Linked DNA regions of Columba livia: region 2 is linked to region 1. The links are chromatin contacts, called in public Hi-C maps. All regions are on one chromosome and are shown on one strand. The core of a region is the stretch at or near the end of the contact, and the rest is flanking DNA. Distances in the headings are between cores, read along the strand shown.

Region 1 (2,867 bases), core at 95-2,594:
TGCAGCAGGGCTCCTGGTCTTAACTGATGTCTGTGAAGCATTTTGAAAGCCATGAATGAAAGAAACCGCTACCAAGCCCTCAGGCATAACTATAATACCAACAAATACTGCAGAGCTGTTTTTAAGGCTTTTCAGTGCCACAAGACTAGGAAATGAGGGAAGGCAAAAGCATAGATGCACCCAGCACCACTTTGCTGCAGTGTAAATGAAAATGGTAGGAGCAGGTTTTATGGATTTCCCTCCAGGGAATTCTGTTGTAGCTACTATTTTCAATAATGCAGTAAAACTTGTACCTCTGTGAATTCAAACAGATGCTCTTACTAATAGCTCCAGTACCGAACCTATTATGAATTTGGCAAAAGGCATCCCGGAGTTGAAAACCGTTATGAACCACATGGAAATGAATTAAGAAATTACTCACTTGCGCCCTGCAGATTTAAAGAGCTCGGTGCTGCTCAGCCACCCCTTGCAACAATTAAACTCGGGCTAATACCGCACAGGCACAGCATAGTCCACCCTGCATAGGGCAAAAGTCCCACGGCATCTACAATAAAACGCTCTAACATGCCAATTTACGAAGTTACCTCTGCGGCTGCTGTTTTAGGGCACGGCGAGAAAAAGCCGGGAGCACCAGCCCGGGCGAACAATCGGCGCCGGGCAGCGCGGCTCAGCCCGCTCCGCTGCGCCAGCAGGAGCCATCGCCCAGCGCTGCCGTGAGGGCTGGCAGAGGCGGATGGGGGCTGCGGGTCCCCCGGCAACAAGCAGGTGTCCGCCGGGAGAGGTGTGGAAGGCTGTGGGAAGCGCGTCCCCCCGCTCCCGCAGCGCTCCCCGGGCTGGGCGCGGAGCTGGCGGTTGTACCGCGCCGGGGCAGGCTGAAGCACTTGGGGAACGAGACCCAGCGAGCAAATAAAATACCGAAAAGGCTGCTCCCGGTTCCGCGCCGTGTGCCGCCCCCGGAGAGGGGCAGGAGGCAGGCAGAGGCGGGTCGGCCACCGCCAGCCCCGCAGCCCTGCCCGGCGCGCAGCCATTTGCCTTTGTTGCAGCCCCGCGCCCGCAAGGTGCGGCGCCAGGCCGGGCTGAGGCCGGAGCCCGCGCCCCGGGTCGCTGCCCCCTGAGGAGAACGGCCCCCGCAGCGCGGCGCAGGGGAGATGTCCTGCGGGAGCGGCTCCCGAGAGGGACCTGCCCGCCCGCCGCCCGCACCTACCTGCGGAGCCCGCTCGGGACGCCTCGCCTCCCGCCTTTGTTGTGCGTGCCCCGGCAGCGCCGAGCCGCCGGCCCGCCGCCGCCCGTCCGCCCCTCCGCGCCCGCCGAGCTGGAGCCAGGCCCCGGCTTAGCCCGTCGCCACGGCAACGGCGGGCGCGCGGCGGCGCGTGCGGCGCGGGTGGGATAACGGCCGCAGCGCAACGGCCGCGCGCTCGGGGCGGTGGTGATGGGGGGGCCGTGTTGAGGGGGAGGCGGTGGGGGGGCGGTAACGGGAGAGAGCGGGGTGGATGGAGGTGGCCCCTGAGCCGCGGTGGTTTGGGCACTTGGCTTTCGGGAGCGCTTGTGCTGCTGGAAGGGGAGAGGGTGACAGCCCCGGCAGCCACTCGTCCGACCCGCCGGCTCCGCGGCGGCTCCCGCGGGCATGTCCAGCCGCTCCCCGACCCGCCGCCGCCCGCACCCGCCCCGCTGCCCAGCCCCGCACCCCTTCTTCCCCGGCGTGCCCCGCAGCTGCCGAGCTGGCCTTGGGTTAGCTCTCGGCTCCTTTGTGGAGCTTGGGACCTCTCATCTTCCACATCCGGTAGCTTTTCTTTACATTGACCACCAAGTCCCTAATATCTGATCACAGCTTGCACGTTCTTTTGTCCTAAAGCAAACGTGGCTCTGGTGGCTTGTTGTACGACCCTACCAGCCTTCACAGACCTTTATGCACGATGGACAGCAGTGCTGCGACCACTGGAGCTGCATAGAGAATAATAATAATAATAATAATAATAATAATAATAATAATAATAATAATAGTAATAATGCTTCAATTCTCCCCTGTTCCTGCGGATAGAAAGGAGCTGTATCTTTCATTTGCACCTATTTTCTTTTAACTCTCTGTTCATTATAGGGGTAGCAGTGCCAGCTTGACCATTTCTTCCTTTCAGACAGCAAGGACTTAGCGAGGTTAATGGTTACTTTGATTGTTTTTAGGGTTAAGTGTCGCAGTTCACTGGCTCTAGCATGTCATGCTAGATGGAGCTGGGTCTTATTGTCCATCTGTATGTGCATATGTTCATCTTGTTCCAAACAGGCAGCTTCTGGATTGGTGAGACATGTAAAGTGAAGTTTCCCTGATCAGAGTTGCTTGCTTTCAAGGGTTTTATTAAGTGACCAAGCATAGGAAAAGACATTGTTTCTGTTTGAGAATGTAATTAAAGAGAGAAGAACTAAATTCTGCAGAGAAAGGCTGAATTTGGAGAGAAAGAAATAGCATGGCAACCCTGGGTTCTTCCTATGTGTTCCCTATCTGATTATACAAATGCTTTTTCTTTCTGGGGCCCCTCAAACTGCCATTTCACCTTAGCAGAAAGGGATTCCAGTGGCACTGGGCTCACACAGCATCCTCCACTGCAGGCTCTTAAACCAAATTACAAATGCAACATACGAAAGCTCCTCAGTAAGCCTCAGTCTGAGAGAGGAAAAGACACAGGTAGAGGCAGAATGTGCTCAAGGTCACAGAGGAGCCTCTGGCACCGCTGGGAGAAAGAAAGAAATCGCTAGAGCTGCCGTGTCCTGACCTTGGTCCTCACCTGCCAGACTTCGCCCTCCTGTCCTAAACAGGCAGCTGGAGTGAACACAGCCCTGGGCTTGAATATCACTCCTTTAGTAAACAACCTCTT
Region 2 (2,867 bases), core at 101-2,600, 48 kb before region 1:
GAGCAGTGCCCCAGGATTATGGAAACCTACTGCCGTGTCAGTGTGCTGACAGTCCTCACCCTTCCTGCGCGGGATCACCCCACAGCGTGAGCTCTTGCAGGGCCACAGAAATTGTTCCGTGCTCGTGTTCCCTTTCAACACCTGTAATTTAAAGGCAGGTGAGCAGCTGAGTACACACCGGATACTTACAAGATAAAGAACATTGGAAACACCATCTCTGTCTAGTTTGACAGGTTCAACAATCAGGCTGCCCCACATCAAAGGGCTTGTCCTGTTCCCTGGCTGCAGGTTTTTTAGGACAGGGCTACAGCACTAAGTACGTGTCCTGCTTGTAATTCAACACCCAGTAATTATTTATGGACCTTCTTTCAGAGAGGGTTTGCCTGGTTCAGAGGAAATAGGCCAGGATTACTAGGAGCCTGGCAGGCAGGTGTTTCCTGTGATACCTAGAAAACCCTTGAACCTGACAAATCAAACAATTAGCTAAATGCAAGATTGATGCTGAATATCAGACCTTTTACTTATACTTATTGTTCTCTCTTTTTGAACAGGCAGGGTGACTGAAGGTATCTTGATTTAAAGATATGACTGTACAAACAGTCCACGGCTGGTTCTGAGCATGAATTGGTGTGGAGAAAATCACTGTGCTGGGGCAGTCGTTGAAAACTTTCCATAAAGCTGCAGCTTTCTGTGTCTGTGAAAGCCACTCAGTGTTTGCATACATATAGCTATTAGGCTTACTGTTCTTATGCCTTCCCTTATCTAAACTGCCACTAGAGGTAATGAAGAGAAGGTACCTGTGCCATTTTGATCTTGGGAGAGAAAACAAAGGTGCTACACACTGTTGCTTTTTGCATGCTCAGTGAACGGGGCTTGAAGGCTGTTAGATGCAGATCTGTCATGACAGCATGAGAGAAATCTCCCTCGAGCAGCTGCTCTGCTTAGGCATCTGTTTGAAAAACAAACAACAAAGTATAAAAGTAATGCCTCGTGCTCTTCACTGGCTCTTCAGTGTGTGCTTTGGGGGAACAAACGATTTATTGTCTAAAGACTAGAAATATACGGAGGGAATTCCAACTTGAGGGAGTCGGGCTGCTGCCCCAGTAAGTGCTCTGCCAGCTATCGCTCCCTACAGTGCTCAGCTGTGTGCTGCCACCCTCGTGTCTTGGGAACGTGTTTGTAAAGCCTCCCATGATGCAGTAACTCCCATTTCCTCAAGGGCAATTACGCTGGAGAGTATAGATGAAGAGAAAATACAGCCAGTACACACGTGTTTCACTGCCAGTGTCTGCCTCAGAGCCCAGAGCAGTGGCACAGCCATGGCAGCAGTGGCAGGAGGACAAGCACTGGGCACGGCCTGGAAGGCTGTTTAAGTCTTGGTTCAGTTGGGATCTACAAGACAAGGACTACCCGTCCTCTCCTAGCCTCTGTCCGCCCTCGTCTGTGTGCTCACTGATGCTGGTTCATCTCTGGAGAAATACACAAATACACTTCCTTATGAGAATCCTGTAAATTAAATGCCTGCAACAGAAATATTTTGTTGGTAGAGAATAATGCTGATTTGCTTTGTCTTTACCCTGAGGGTTGAAAGAATATTTACAGGCTGTCCTCTGAGATCCACCGACCAAAATTCAGTCTCCTTTAATTTAGCCTCCAGGGCTGTAATCTGGCCTTCGCTGTGTAGGTCACAGTGTGACATTTTGCTGATCCTGTCATCGCAAGGTCACAGTCGGTGGTAACGTCAGGCTGAAAAGGTTAAACCCTGTTTGCCTTTTTACCATTGTTCAGCTTTGAATCATTTCCCTGCTGAGGAACTGGGAGGCTGGACCTTAGGAGGCAGCACTTTGTGGCCTCAGTTTTGGCTCTCGGGTCTGGCACACCAGGGCCTGACGTGCCCAGGCAGGGCTGCAGCCAGAGCACAACATTTTGTGCCAGTCTGTGGTGGTCTAGTCAGAATTAGGGCAGCAGGCCTGAACCGTTCTCCCGGTCTTGCTAGGAGTAGCCACTGAGTTCTGTTTAGGGGATTCAAAGAACAGATGTAGGCACACTGTTCACCCGAACGCCACCCACACTAAATGAAGTATCTACTCCAGGAAACAAAAATTTAAAAAAATACCCACCCAAAGTCATTGAAATATAATTATTAAAACCTTTTATGTTACTCTACAGTACAATGTAAATTGTTCCTTTCAATTAAATTTTGAAATACACTAGATTACATCATTTAAATAACTGCAAACTTTTAAATTCACTATTTGTGATAGTGGAGTTATATTTACATACACTTCTGAGATATTTCAGATGCAGCGTTATGTTCCAGTCCCCAAGTCAGTTAAATAACAGACTTTCAGTGGGGGTAGACTGTTCTTCCACAGGTTCTACACATATTTGGGGTGTTTGTGTCAGAAAGCTAGAACTCCTTTTATTCTTGTCTGCTTTTTTTTCTTTTTTCTCTGTGTGCATGCAGCTGTATCTCAGCGAATTGATACCTACTTGATTTGGATTAAAGATGAAAGATCTTTCTTTTTAAACAAGTATTTTGACTGAATATACAGAGGTGAATAATGAAATATAGTCCTTCGGAGTAGTGGTGGAAAACATATTTTCTCCAGCTTCCATCCCCTGTTGCATAATACTGCACCTAATTTTGACCCTGACTTTACCTAATGCTGATGAAATACAGTCAATGGTGGAAACCTTTCTCATGTTGTCAAGACTGGCTTTCAACACAATCCATGCAATGGCAAGCATCATACATCATTCTCCCGCAGTGCAATATTAACAGGTTAAGCTCAGTATTTTCCTCCAGAGATCTGCTCCTCGAGGGAAACCCATCTCTGTATGTACATCAGCCAAAAACAGGCTGT

The links. Hi-C and Micro-C count contacts between places; a contact is called where the count stands out from the background.
Region 2: a contact with region 1 is called in a Hi-C map of liver, with 3 times the contacts expected there. The contact joins the enhancer-like site here to the promoter of LOC102090370 in region 1. A contact is called at or near these places in 2 of 2 Hi-C or Micro-C datasets (crop and liver).

The regions. Positions count from the first base shown.
Region 1 is chr7:12,395,442-12,398,308 of bColLiv1.pat.W.v2, reverse strand. It overlaps LOC102090370, which reads right to left and starts at 1,344. Exons shown (of 7, transcript XM_065070590.1): 1 at 1,205-1,344.
Region 2 is chr7:12,443,089-12,445,955 of bColLiv1.pat.W.v2, reverse strand. LOC102090370 reads right to left here. Exons shown (of 7, transcript XM_065070590.1): 7 at 2,136-2,867. Among named protein-coding and RNA genes, the nearest start is that of TSN, 17 kb to the left of the region's middle. Within about 2 kb of position 1,350, at least 1 of the 3 cell types and tissues checked has an H3K27ac peak away from gene starts, as active enhancers do.